Regions from separate parts of the Mus musculus genome. Here region 1 is linked to region 2. Evidence: chromatin contacts called from public HiChIP or PLAC-seq data. All regions are on one chromosome and are shown on one strand. Each heading gives the region's core, a stretch centred on a gene start, on an enhancer-like site or on the middle of the called end of the contact. The rest is flanking DNA. Distances are from core to core; before and after follow the strand shown.

Region 1 (7,582 bases), core at 4,344-6,843, 46 kb before region 2:
ACCGAGAAAGCAAGCTTACTGTCTTATCTTTGAATGGTATGGGCCTGAAATGAAAACCCTGTCCTCTACCAAACAAAAGGGGGAAAGTAATTATCTGAGATGAAAAGCCCCCAGCCCTTCACCAGGCCTGCAGAAGACGGCACACATTGATCAGAGTCTGGTACCAAGTCTGGGTAGGAAAAAATGAAGAGCCTGCATCATTAATTTCAATAGACTCTAAAATAATAGGATGCAGTCAGGCGAAAACACGACAAAATCTCATGTTCCTCCATCCCTAAATGAAGTGCTCCCAGAGTGAAAATGGGGTAAGGAAATACTCTGCTGCCAGGAAGCAGGGCTTTCGGAGGCACGGGCTTTCTCTTCTTTTCATTGTGATGTTTCAAACCTTCAGACAAATGAAAGGGCTCTGATAGTAAACATTTACATGCTGAATCTAATTTTAATCAATGCTGTCATTTGGTCACACATACTACAGTTGTTTTAAAGTAATAAAATGTTGCAGACAGAGATTTTCTCACTATCTGCTGAGCTGTCCAGTCCTCTTTCCCCTTCTCCAAATGCTGCTGCTACTAATGTGATCACCATACACCTATCCATATATATATATATAATATTATATGTGTGTATATATGTGTATATATATTTAGATATATTCAATATATTCATACCATTATATGTGGATATTTCCCTATGATGGTATACATCATACAATATCATAAATTTACTCAGTTTTATTATTTTATGTGTGTATGCGTGCATGTGTGTGTGTGTGTGTGTGTGTGTGTGTGTGTGTGTGTGTGTGTGTGTGTGTGTGATGAGCATTATGGATGTAGGAACACTCTTGTCATGATGAGCATGCAGAGGTCAGAGAACAATTTTGGGGAGGCAGTTCTCTTCGTTCCCATGGGATCCTAGGTTCAAGTGCCGGTAGTCAGAATCACACAAGGAGGCCCTTGAACTGGCTGAGCCACTTTGCCAGCCCAGTCGTTCTGAAGCACACAGCTCAGTGGCAGGCACTAAGCATGTTCACAATAGTGGACCCTTGTCACCAGCACCTAGTTCCAGGGGTTTTCATCACATCACGAGGAAGCCTCATACCCTTTAAGCAGCAACACCCCCCCATTCTTTCTACTCCTCGGTCTATGGCACACAAATCTCCTTTATCCCAATAGGTTAGATTTTACTGGATATTTCATATGAGCAAGTCATCCAATATATGACATTTTGTGTCTGTCTTAGTTCACTCAGCAGAATATTTACTAGGTTCATCTATGTAGAAACCCTTATTATTTGTTACATCAAATAATAGTCCATTTGCTAGCTATACCATATTTTGTTTACATATTCATCTGTTGATAGACATTTAGGATGTTTCTGTTTCCAGATGTTATAAAACCTGGCTAGAAATACCCACAGGAAATCCTTTGGTGGGTGCATGTTTCCAGTTCTTTGGGACAGGGACTTAGGAGTGGAATTGGTAGATGATCTGACGTGGTATCTCTGGGTTTAGCAATTTGAGGAGTGTATAGACTGTTTGCAAGACTGGTTATTTTTTATTCATGTCATGTGCCATTTTACCCATCCATCGTGAAATTTTACAGATGCCTCCATCTTGTATTCATCTGTGGTCAGTCATTTTAATAGTTCAGAGTACTACACATGAGCACACCACCATTCTGAACCCAGTGCCTGCAACTGAACATGGCTACGCTGCTTCTGGTTTTCTGGTACTGTGACTAGTAGCACTGTGTTAGTTCCTCACTGCTGTGACAAAACACTCAGACAAAAGGCAATGGATGGGACGAGTGCAATGGGAGCAGGGCGGGTAGATCTAGCTCAGCAGTTAAGTAGGGGTGTAGGCTGACACCGTGGGAAGGAAGAGTGGCAGATCTGAGGTGGCTGGTCACCATTGTCACAGACAAGAAGCAGAGAGCACAGAAGGCTATACGATCTGGTCACGTTGCATCTATGCTAACACACACCCATCCACTCACAGATACGCACACTAAGACTTATGGACTCACATGCTCTTGTCCACTCAGACATAGTCACAATCACTGTCAGTCTCACACTCACACTTGCACACACATGCTCACCCTCATTTACTCACTTCATTAACTCATACTTCCCTACATACACTCACATGGTTGTACACAAATTCTCACGCTCACTTTCCTACTCACATGCTGATCTATTTCTACATACTTCTCTACTCTTACACCCACATGCTCATTCACACATTCATAAGCACACACATGCACATATACACACTCATAATCAACGACAAATTTTCTCTCACAGTTCTACACACACACACACTCACTCACATCCACACACTCTGATGCTTTGATATTTGTCCACGTATTCACACCACTCATACTCACCAGCACATAGTTATCATTTCACCGTCACACTCCTCACATGCTAAAACACTCACACATTCATATACATGACCCATCAATACACATGCTAACAAATGAATTCACACATACAGTAACACGCTAACATGCATTCACAGTCTTGCACATATTCACACTAATCCTGGTACTCATGCACACTCACCACTTACTAACACAAAAACTCCCACCTACATAACTGCACACTCAAGCACACTTCAATCATGATTGCTTACACATGCACATTGATACACTCAAGAACACATTCATATGCACCACTCAAATACACACTCAAAAAATAGACACGTTTGCACTCAGATGCAGTCAAACAGTCTCATAGGTTCACACCTATGCACAGATACACTCATTCTCACACACACACTCATATAGTTTCTCACACATTCATGTAACCACAAACATACACACATTCACTAATTCACATGTACACTCACTCTCACATGGTCACACACACTCATTCACACACAGTCACACACATACTCAAGTATACACATTCACATACCCACTCAAACACACATTTGCACACTCATAGTAACACATTAACTTACATATAATCTCACACACATCAACATTCACATAGAATCATATTCACAGTCTCACAGAGGGTCACCTAGTCACACATTTGATAGCTATGTATTCTTATCTTAAAAGCTACGTAGAGTCCATGAAAATACAGTGGCAAGGCCACTACCTCTTGAAGCTCAAATTTTGATGAGCTCAGAGATGGCAGACAAGCAGATCTGCCATCTGGGTGTGCAGAGGGAAAGCATCCCAGCTAGAGCTGTACATCCCTGGAGGTTCTGAGACTGACTTCCTAGGGAAGGATGCTGGACAGGAAGGGTCAACCTGTAAGGCAGGGAGTAGTGTGTCTGGGAAGAACAGGACAAAGAATCCTCAGGAGAGGGCACTGTAAGAGGAAATACAGGAAATGAGGTGCATCTGTCTTTCTTCCTTTCTGGAAACAAAGCATCTACTCCTGGTCTCACATGCCCTGTTTGTGAAGTGATAGGTTTGGAGAGGAAGCTAAGACACTTCTCCTGGACTTCTGAGATCTGAATCCAGGTCTCAAAATCTCTCCCTGCATGCCTCAGGACTGCCACATGCAGTCTCTCTGGCTACCAGTTTCCTTGTCCATGAATAAGAGACTAGCAGTGGCTGATTTTATCACTTAGCTTCACATTGGCAAGATCCCGTGATCTGGTTTCCTAAGCCAGGGAAGAAGCATAGATGACAGCAGAAGACAAGCCCTCCTCGTGTGACCTCTTACAACACCCTATTTTCTTTAACTGAAGATCTAGAGGTCAGTACAATCCAGGCAGAAATCCCACTAGCCTGCAGAGCCCCCTAAAACACTCCTGTGCTAGATTCAGACTTCATTCCACTTAATCAGCTCTTTAAAGATTTTGGATCCAAACAGTCATACTCTGATATCTTCAAGGTTAGAACTCCAGCATATGGATTGGAGATGGAGGACATCTTCCAGACAAGAGCTTCCAGAACATATCTGGCACCATGCTTGACACACAGCAGGCACTCAGAAAGTGGTACCAAGCAACACTGATGATGGAGATCATGGCTGCCCATGTTGGAAACCCTTCATCAGGTGACAAAGCCCCCAGATCAGTGCCTAGCAAGCAGTTCCTCTGAAACAGGGAGATCCAGAGTTCAAAAGCCATAAACTCCCCCTGACCAAAAAACAACAAAAACAACAACAACAACAACAATAATAATAATAATAATAATAATAATAATAATAATATGGAGCCGTTGGCTTCAGAGTGAGAGCCACACAGTGCAGCAGTAGATACTGCTGACTTGAGCATCAACGTTGCTTGGAGAATAATATGCTTGAAAAAGCGGCCCAGTAGTGACAGGTGAGTACCATGTGATGTTATAACAGGAGTAAGCCTCAGGAGACTGTTCAGTAGTAATTTGATTGCAAGTGTGAAGACCTGAGTTCATTTTCCAAAATCCATATGAAAAAGCCAGGTGTGTTGGGGTGTGTTCATAATCCCAACAATGGAGAGGGAGAGACATGTGAATCCCAGGGAATCACCAGCCTGCAAGACTGGCCTATTTGAGAAATTCCAAGACAGTGAAAATATCACAACTCAAAGAAGAAGAAGAAGAAGAAGAAGAAGAAGAGGAAGAGGAAGAGGAAGAGGAAGAGGAAGAGGAAGAGGAAGAGGAAGAGGAAGAGGAAGAGGAAGAGGAAGAAGAAGAAGAAGAAGAAGAAGAAGAAGAAGAAGAAGAAGAAGAAGAAGAAGAAGAAGAAGAAGAAGAAGAAGAAGAAGAAGAAGAAAATGGACTCTAATTGAAGAAAAGCAACCCAAGATTGTCCTTTGCCCTCTGCACACACAGGTACTCATGAACAGGCACCCACACAGAAGTGTATGCATGCACACACATACACTTGATGTATAAGTCATAAAACCAGAGCCTCCATTTGGCCATCTGAGCAGATCACTCTGGGTCTTTCCAGTTCTTGACTATGCTGGTGCCAGGGTCTTGGACATCTATCCTTCAAGCATGGATGTGTCAAAAATAAATGACAGTAAATGTTTAAACCCTCATGCAAGAACATCACCTTCTCCTACTTGCTCTTTGCTTAATCACAATGCCTCTTCTCTCAGACCCTCTGCCTCCTTCCTCCCTGGCATCCTGAGTGGCATTGGAAGTAAAACCCAAAGCAGCACAGAAGTCCCAAGCACTGGCATCCTCTGAGGGTTTGTCTCGTATCTCCTCTCTTTCTCTTTCTGCTTTCTCCTCTCTTTCCTGCCCCCCACCCCTGATCCTTAAATCCTTACAATTCTCACCTCACGTCTGCTTACTGAGTTTCTCCTGACCTCTACCTGGCATCTCCAGCCCTTCCTTAATCTTCTCCAATCAGAAGCGGGTGTCTTCTTCTCTCCCAGACTAGAATATCTTATTCCTCACAACTTCCCCATTCACATCCTGGACACTCCACTGCCCAGTATTGGGATCATCTTGAAACACTTTTTCAGGTCCTCTCAGCTCTCCCCTGCCTTTCTTCTGGACCAGAGAAGACTTCATGCAAGTAACAGCTTGAAGCCACAGTCAGCAAACAGTTGAATAGTCAGAAAGCATGGCTCGGCTCCTCTAGCCACAAGATTTGAATACTTGGCAAGAGTAGCCAGTGTGACTCACGAAACCACAAAAGCCCCATCGCTTTACTTTTCTTGGAACTGGTGTGTGGGTGTGAACACTCAGCAAGACCTCTATAGCTCAGCAGTGCATCCTGAGGGGAGGGAACCAACTGACCTGCATGGTGCAGCTGTTGAAAAGCACTTTCCCATACCTGATACAGCATCCTGGGATGGGGATTGCCGCTGACCACCTTGCCACTGGCCTCTCAACTCAAAAGTGTGTCTTCCTGTAACACTAGCATGCTACCGATTACTTCTTTAAAGGCCTTGTCTCCCATCAGAGCCACATTTGGGAGGCTAGAGCTTCAATACAAGAATGAGGAGAGATTCAGTCCATAGAAAGAGGGTAGGGGTGGGATGGAGGAGTAGAGACGATGAAAAGAATATAGGAGAAATGAAAACTGGTGTTGCATGTAGTCTTGCAAAAAAAAAAAAAAAAAAAAAAAAAAAGACTAGCTGGAGTCTCCACCTGGAGGCAAGATTCCTGCTTTCCTGCTTTCTCCTTGCCTCCCCCTTCTCTGAAAGTAGATACAGATCTAGCCCCTCTAGGTCTCAGTCTCCCTGTCTGTAAGATCTATAGGATAATATCAGGCTCCCTAAGAGGTCAATATCCCTGAAACTCAAGACCAAGACAAGAATGTTTCAAAAGACCTTCATGGGTAGAAGAAAGCAGGACAAATAACAGTGGTGATAGAGGCTTTAACCCCTCTCTGAAGGACACCCTAGTGACTCACCAAGCTCATGAGTGAGGGAAGACATCTCCTGTAGACATCAGGAACATCATGTCCATTTGTCTCTACTTCATTCCCAAACAAGAACTTGGGAAGTGTTGAGCTAGAGACACAATCCTGAGGCTGGCTCGTTTCTTTGTATGTTTGATCAAAAGTAGGCTGTTTCCACAGTGTGGCCCACTGAAGCTCACCCACAACTCAACCACACCACAGCCACAGAAGAGCACCTACCATCAAGAGACCTAGGGTGGAAGGGCAGGAGATGCCAAGAGAAGGTGGCTTCATTGAATCTAAAGGAAGAGGGAGGCTCTGAGAAGCGTTAAGAGAAATTTCTGCCTGGCTGAACTAGGGGTGGTGGAGGACTTGGCCAAGGAACAAGTGGAGCAGCATTTCTAGCAAAATCCTAGAGGAGAGATAAATGCTAATACACTTGAACTGTTTCAGGGTTGGGGAGAAAAACATGGAAAACTGATGGTTATCAGAACCGGAACTCTGTGGTAAAGGGTGGGCTATTTCTGGAAGGTAGTAAGAAGCTACTGAAGACTCTCTTTGAACAGTGCACAAACTTGGTCCAGCTTGCTCTGTTTGCTCCTTTGTGTTTTGAGGGGCTGGAAACTGGACCCCAGGAATAAAAGATAGACCACGGTCTTGCTCATCAACTGCCTTTATGAGCTCTTCCTGCTCCATCTCTCATCTTAAATGTACTTTTGTTTGAGGTACTAGTTAGTGCTCAGTTCCACCAAGCCCCCAAGGCACACATAAAATTAGGTGGCAACCACAGTTTTGCAGAATCAAACAAGGAACAAAAATTATCTCATTCTAGGAACCTATTATAACCATGATACTTAACCATGATAGAGAAGGCAGCATGAAATAAAACAGCAAACAAAGCTAAAAGTGGACACAGGGTTTTTAAAAAATTAACTAAAATGCTGGCAATTTGAATGCAGCAATGTAGAAAATATCTGAGGATCAAGGAGTCTCTCAAGATTTCTTTTGGATAATCCCTTAATGGCACGCACCTGTCCTAACAAACTAGGTCAGCCAAAATTCAAATATTGAAGCCAGAACTCCTAGTATCTATAAACGAGACTATATTTGAGGATACAATCTTTAAAGAGGTAATTATGTTGAAATAAAGTTGTAGATCTGGGTCCTAATTCATTAGGACTGGTGTTTTATGAGACAGAGGCAACATCTGTAGAGACATCAAAAGACCACCGACCATCTCTGAACCCATCATACGGGCTTCAGGATAAACCATCCTTGC
Region 2 (7,317 bases), core at 2,781-5,280:
TCTAGGCAAGTCTGTGAAGATGGTTCTAAGCTGAGTTAATGAGGTGGAAAGATCCATGGAAAATATGATTGGCACCAATCCATGGGTTCAAATCCTGAACTACATAAAAAGGAGAAAATGGGTTAAGCACCAGCATCTCTCTCTCTCTCTCTCTCTCTCTCTCTCTCTCTCTCTCTCTCTCTCTGTGTGTCTCTCTCTGTCTGTCTCTCTCTCTCTTTCTCCCTCCCTCCCTCCTTCTTAACTGTGGATACCATATGAACAACTGCCTCTATCTCATAACCCATGCCTTCCCCACCATGGTGGGTCAGAGTGTCAAACCATTATAAACCAAAATAAACCTTCCTTTCACTAAATTTATTTTTTCAAGTTCTTGGTCACAGCAATGAGAAAAGTAACTAGCCCTGATCTTAGCATCAAATAATACTGATGCAGCAATGGCAACAACATTCACTGAGTGTGTCTCCTCTCCCGGGAGCTCTATTTACAGGCTTCCAGGACTGGTCTAACTTGTCCCTCAAATCAGCTCTACTAATTATTCCCGCTGTAAACATCAGGAAACTGAAGATCAGAAGGGTTTATGGTTAAGGGCAAAGTCGAACAGTAACTTAAGATAATAAACTTCCTATCCATGTGATCTGTCCCCAGACCTGACTCATCCTAACCCCAGTAACTTAGTTCAAGATTTCACTGCTCACTGCCTGAACCAGACCAATACAGGAAACTTCAGGCTAATCTTCTCACTCCAGACCCAAGGAGAGGGAAACAGCCTTATCAGACATCCTTGAACAGTAAATCACCCCAAACAGAAGGCAAAGTCTTAGTTCCCAGGCATAAAGGGATTTCCCCCCCCCCATCAGTATTTTCACCAACTTGAATATATAAAGTGTAGTGCATGAATCATGAAGTACCTGCTTACAAGGATTCAAAGACTGTCCGCATTTACAGCTCCATGTTGAATGAAACTATTTGGAAACGTGACTCTCCTTACTCTCTGTGTCCTCAAACAATCTCACTCAACTGCTTCATGAGCTCTTTAAGATCAGTGTTCACAATTTCCGCAAACAGGGATTTCCAAGAGTAAGCTATCTTCAAGTCTGACTCTTGGGGAATCCTGGTTGTAAGCTCATGTTTAATGCTGTTCATGCAAGGTTCATCTAAAGGATGCCTCCATGACAACGGGGAAATTAAGGATCCTCTGAAAACCATTTGGACAAGTGTTCAAGGTAGCAAGAGGCGATACAGGGGTTGGAGAGGGTTAAGCAATAATGAGGGCAAAGAGGTGTGGAGAAGGGGAGAGGGTGTTGGGAGAGTGGATAGCAGAAACTTGGGAAGAAAACATGGGTCCACTTTGAGAACCAACTTCTTTGTGACTGGATTTGAGAAAATTCATACCCAGTACTCTAAACATAACCAGAAGTCCATGCCTGGGGAAGTGACAAGGCTTAGGGAAGACCCTAGTGCCGTTGATTTACTCAGCAGATGTGCTGTCAAACTGCCTTCTGAATATTTATATTGATGCCTACTGACTATTGTTGCTCTGAACCTTAGCCAGGGAAACTTCTTGTTGTGTAATAATTAATGCAGAGGCTCATATTACATCAAAATGCTCAGAATACAGGAAGACTGAGTTCTGAACCCTGTATAAGACATCTGTATCACCCATCCCAAGGCTAGGGGAAGGAACATCATGGGAAGAGGAGGAAAGGTTAAGTTTCAGATAGTGGATATAGCACTATAAAATGTTGTCTGCTGGACAGGATACATTCATTCACTCATAAACTCACGGGAACTGTGGTTATCTGTACAAGGCCCTTGACATTCTGTCACGGATGAGGAAGAGGCTCCAGAGGCACTCCCTGAGCAGCCATTGGCAGTGAACGGCTACCAAGGATGGAGGAGCCATTTTCTTCAATGCAATAGCCACTTGTTAATAAATAACCCCCAATCCATGCTCATAGAAACAGCCTTAATCAAACTCAGTAAGTCACAAAAACGAAAAAGAAAGAGGTGAAGGGAAAGCCATGAAAGCAGGATGGGGACTCTGAGAGGGAAGGGGGTCCTTATGAGTAGGATGATAATGAGGGGTAGATGTGATCAAGAATCCATTATGTGCATTATCAAATAACAAGAATAAAATAAAAATATAAAACTATTCTGTAAGCCAATGGGTTTCAATACTGTCTGAAAATTTTTCAAACCTACTAGTGCCTGGATTCTACCTTCCCAACACACACACACACACACAGAGAGAGAGAGAGAGAGAGAGAGAGAGAGAGAGAGAGAGATCTTCTGAGCTGGGAGCTAGAACTGGCATTTTCTAAAGCTTCTTTGAGCATTTCAGAAGCAGCCTAGAGTTGAGAGCCATCATGTGGGTACATCATGTGATTCCCACATTGTAATTCAGCACCTTTTTTAGTGTATAAGTGTTTGCATGTAGAGTCCAGCGGACACCAGGCATCCTCAGCGTCATCTTCAGGAACAGCATCTACCTAGCTTTCATTATCATTATCGTTGCTGTTTGTTTTCATTTGATTACCTCTTTTGAGTCAGGGTCTCACTAGGTAGACCAGGCTGGCCTTGAACACAAAGATTCCCCTGCCTCTCAGAGTCCTAGGGTTAAAGGCATGTGCCATTATATTCAGTTTATCATTACATTTGAGACAAGGTCTCTACTGGCCTGGAGCACACCAATTAGGCTAGACTAATCAGCCAGCAAGCTCTTTCTTCACTTCCAGTACTGGGATTAAAAAATGCACAACCACACCCAGAATTCTTTTCAAAGTAAATCGACTTACTTTGGGTTAAAAAGTTCCAATACTAAGGGTTTTTTTCTAGGCAACAAATGACTGTTGAGGGAGAATTAGCCTCCCCTAGAGAAGAGCCCTTAACTGTTTATCCAACGCAAGATGGTCAGCCCTAAAACCATATGTACACAAACAGCAAAAAAAGAATAGACTCAGCATATAGTATGTATATATTTGTGCATGCCTACACATATAGCAACATATTGCATAAGTCCTAGGAATTGAACCCAGATCCTCATGCATGCACAGCAGGCATTTTATCAACTGAGCCATCTTACCAGCCCCAACTTAATACATCCTGATTACACAAAGAAATCACCAGGAAAGCTTTGAAACCATACTGGTACCCAGTGTCTAGAGTCCCTGAGATTCTGACTTGTTTAGGAATGGACCCCAGACAGTCCAAGTTTCAACAACAGTACAAGGGAAGATGATTGGCAGCCAGACCCGAGACTCTTCAGTGCTCCTATGAAGAAGCAGTGAGTGCTACTTGCCACTGGTACTTTTAAAGTTGCTTAACCCCCATCACCCACCAGCACATAAGTCCAGCACTGACTTCCATTTGTTTCCATCTTCTGTTATACCATGACCTCTACATGCATCCAAAGACAATGCTGATAGAGGGGTTTCACCTAACGTGACTCCCCCAAATAGCACCAAGATGTTCCAAGTGGGGAACTGAAAGCCCACCCCATAGGGTGAGGAAATTTCTAGGAATCCATCAGGAATCAATTCCTCTTTTTCTGGAAGATGGGTTGGGAAGAAATGTCACTTGTTTTTACACATTGCCACCACTCCCCTTCTGTGGAGTTGTTACTACAGCATCCAGGCACCTGCCCAGTGCTTACAACTCTGATGTCATTTCATCCTGGAAATACATGGAGGACACATAACTATTATTCCTATTTTACAGAAGGACAGCTGAGGCATAAAGTCCATCTCCCTGAGGTTAATAGCCAGATACATTAGGAGACAGACCCTGCCCCATGCTTTCTCGTGTAGTGCTGTAGCGCCCCCTTCTGGCCTGACACCCTCAAAGTATTCCACACAGACAGAAGAACTTGGATTTCTGTTGCTCTGAGGGACAGCAATGGTGGACAGCTTGGCATCACACACAGAAAGATGGATCATGATAGGAAGGGTCAGCAGGTCACAATAGCCTCTTTCCTCCCCGCCTTATGGTCTAGTCCAAAAGCCGGGTCACTAACGTTCTCTGTGACATCACAGCCTCCTTTCCTCTCTGCCAGCAACAAGTAAGTGGGGCTCAAAGGTAAGGCCTAAGGGTGGGAGGGGTGACATTCCCTGCACCAAAGGGATGGCAGTGTCCCCACACTGGTGGAGACCTATTCATTTGCTACCAGCATCAGACACAATCCTTCCTTGGCCTCTACCCTCAGTTTCTCTCTGCCTACCACATCCCCACAACAGTGATGAATGACCCTAAGTGACTCCTCCAGCTCTAGAATCCTGCCTGCTTCACCTTAGTGACCTTGCTTCACCTGGTCAGCATGTTCTGAAGTCTCCGGAGACCTGAAACTTAAATAGGACAGGACAAACCAAGAGCCTCTTCTTTGACTCTTGTCCCCATCTAGAGATGGGTCATAGTACTGCATGAAAGTCTCCGCCCTCCTCCACTTCAACACCAGCATCTCTTACATTCTGAGGCTTCACAGCATGCCAGAAAGCTGTGCAGGCCACTTTCCATTGCTCTGAGTCTTCACATGCCACTTTGCTTTGCTTTGCTTTGCTTTGCTTTGCTTTGCTTTGCTTTGCTTTGCTTTGCTTTGCTTTGCTTTGGGATTTCCAGGTTACAGATCAAAGAGCTGAGGTTTTAAGACGCTATATATTATTTTTCTATGAAATAATCATAAAGAGTTATACCCCAAGGGATTAGGGATGTAGCTCTGTTGGTAGAAGGCTTGCTTGGCCTGTATGAAGACCCAGGCTCCATCCCCAGTACCACATAAACTAGGGATGGTGGCCTCCACCTTTAATGCAAGCACTTGGGTGGTAGAAGTAGGAGGTTCAGAAATTTGGGGTCATTCTTGCAATATGGAGTCCAAGGCCAGCCTGAGCTACATAAGACCCTGCCTCAGAAAAATATTTACTTTCCAGATAATGCTCTTGTGAGTTGCCGGTTTCCCTAAAAGATTTCCCAATTCTGGAGAGTAGGCAATTTACAACTGCCTATCATCAGGATTTCCAGGTAAAGATATGAAGAGCACAGCAGCCTTCATAGAACCCCATTCCAAGTTCCTGAAGCACAGCCAGTGGCTGTGATCTCCAAGGCCTATAGCTAAAAGGGACAAGGGCACAATGCAGTGTACGTTTAAGGGAGAGGGAGTTTGAGTACTTGTGTTTTCTTGTATGTGCATAAGCTATTTGGAGGAAAGGTTCCTGTTTGACATGTGGCACAGAAATGGAGTTTGTTTCCAGTTAAATGGAGAGCTGTGTTTTCACCACAGATAGAAGAGAGCTTTATAGCCAGTGCATAAGGGTCTGGGGAGGCACTAAGGCTACCTACCAACTGCTAGGATTCCAGAGACAAGAGGCACTTGGGCATCTAGGACCTTCTAGTATGAGATGACAACAGTGTGCAACTCTTCCATCATATTGGCCAGTAGCACTTTCATTAATAGATGACTTGTGATAATCTGTTAGCATCTTCCCAGGGAAGTAGGTCTGTGCCTAGGATTTGTGGATACCCTTTTCCCCTCTCTGTGTTACCTCCCCCTGCTCCCTCAATCCTAGTTGTAGGAAGACCCTCTAAGCTTGTCCAAATCTTTACCACTGACACCAGCTATCCTTGAATCTTTCCACTCACAAAAATGAGGTTTCTGGCTGCAGCACTGTTTCTTCTCAGCTTTGATTTTCAGTCTCTTGCTGTGCCATGTGTTGGACCGGAGGTGCCTAAAAAGCACTTGACTCTAAACAAGCATATGCTGAGTGAATGACAGGGAACAAACCATGGCTTCAATATCTTAAGAACTGGAAAACCTGCAAACACAGCAATCAAGAAGCTGAGGCAAGCCGGGTGGTAATGTGATAATGGTGTACACCTTCCTTTAATCCCAGTACTCAAAGGCAGAGGCAGGCAAATTTCTGGGTTGGAGGCCAGCCTGGTCTACAGAGATTTCCAGGACAGAAACCCTATCTCAAAAATAAAAAATAATTTTAAAAAAAGGAAACAAAAAACTCAGAGATGGAGGAGGAAGAGAAGGAGGAGGAGGAGGAAAAAGAAGGAAGAAGGAAGAGAGAGAGAGAAAAGAAAGAGAGAAAGAAAGAAAGAAAGAAAGAAAGAAAGAAAGAAAGAAAGAAAGAAAGGAAGGAAGGAAGGAAGGAAGGAAGGAAGGAAGGAAGGAAGGAAGGAAGGAAGGAAGAAGCAGAAATAATCCAGGTCAGCCTAGGCTATATAAGAAGACTTGAAGAAAAAGGAGGAGGATGAAGAGGAGGAGGAGGAGGACGAGGAGGAGGAGGAGGCTACCTACTCCTTTAGCTGAGATCTAGGTTGACTTCACCTGTAAGGATACAATGTGAAGTATTGGTAATAGGCACCCTAGTTAGCCGAAACATACAAACACATTCTATAATACAACCCATAACTGCCAAGCTTACTCAGTTATACATCGGGGTGTGGGCTGTGTGATTGTGTCAGTTACAGTGAAAGAAAATGATCTAGATGGTCAAGGTCTCTAGTCCTTCAAACTGTGGAAGAGGACACAGCCTACCATAGGTACCAGGGAGTCAACCACTTAAAATCACCTAAGTATTTGTTGCACAGAACGATAAACCCCTGACGGCACTGGGAAGACTGGTGCCCAACCTAACAGCAAGCCTCCTTAAGTAATCATTTCTACTACCCCCATATGACAGACAGACACAGGCTATTAGTTTCCAGAAGAGTAGGAAAGCACAATGGTGCCATACAAATGCCTAGTCTCTAGAATCCCTAGGATTCTGACTTACCTAGGAATGAACCCCAGACAGTCTGAGTTTTGACAATGGTGCAAGATTTATTTTTTCCTGCAACTTCTATGTCTTAGTCAGTGTTCTATTGCTGTGAAAAGACACCATGACCTCAGAAATTTGCATAAAGAAAAGCATTTAATTGGGGCTGTCTTATGCTTCAGAAGTTTAGTCCATTATTTTCTTGGTGGAAAGCATGGAATGGCAGCACTCAGGCAGACAAGGGAACACAGGCAGATAAAGTGCTGGAGAGGTAGCTGAAAGGTCTACATCGGGATCCTCAGACAGCAAGAAGAGAAAGACACTGGGCCTGACTTGAGCATTTGAAGTCTCAAAGCCCACCCCTAGTGACACACTTCCTAGAACAAGGCCACACCTACTTTCACAAGACCACACCTCCTACTAGTGCCACTCCCCAATGACCAAGCATTCAAATCTATGAGCCTATGAGGCTATTCCTTTTTTTTTTTTTCAGCTTTTACACACTATGTTACATGGACAACTAGATCCAATTTTTTTTAATTTTTTATTAGATATTTTCTTCATT

What was found. HiChIP or PLAC-seq counts read pairs in DNA pulled down with a chosen protein or histone mark.
Region 1: a BATF HiChIP or PLAC-seq map of CD8 T cells shows a contact between it and region 2, with 18 read pairs. The contact joins the enhancer-like site here to the promoter of Tex48 in region 2. A contact is called at or near these places in 4 of 39 promoter capture datasets (3T3-L1-derived adipocytes, embryonic stem cells, macrophages and 1 more), 1 of 15 datasets of contacts at CTCF or cohesin (CD8 T cells), 11 of 484 Hi-C or Micro-C datasets (the C2C12 cell line, ECoMG-derived neutrophils, LSK cells and 7 more), 2 of 115 datasets of contacts at active chromatin or transcription factors (CD8 T cells and effector CD8 T cells) and 3 of 9 other capture datasets (adipose tissue, liver and pancreatic islet).

What each region holds. Positions count from the first base shown.
Region 1 is chr4:63,666,497-63,674,078 of GRCm38.p6, reverse strand. No RefSeq gene overlaps it. Among named protein-coding and RNA genes, the nearest start is that of Gm42294, 26 kb to the left of the region's middle. Within about 2 kb of position 5,593, at least 93 of the 459 cell types and tissues checked have an H3K27ac peak or open chromatin away from gene starts, as enhancers often do. A contact at or near this core is called in CD8 T cells, Th1 cells, effector CD8 T cells and 1 more, where this site is marked.
Region 2 is chr4:63,619,146-63,626,462 of GRCm38.p6, reverse strand. Tex48 (testis expressed 48) reads left to right here and starts at 4,030. Exons shown (of 5, transcript NM_029324.3): 1 at 4,030-4,057.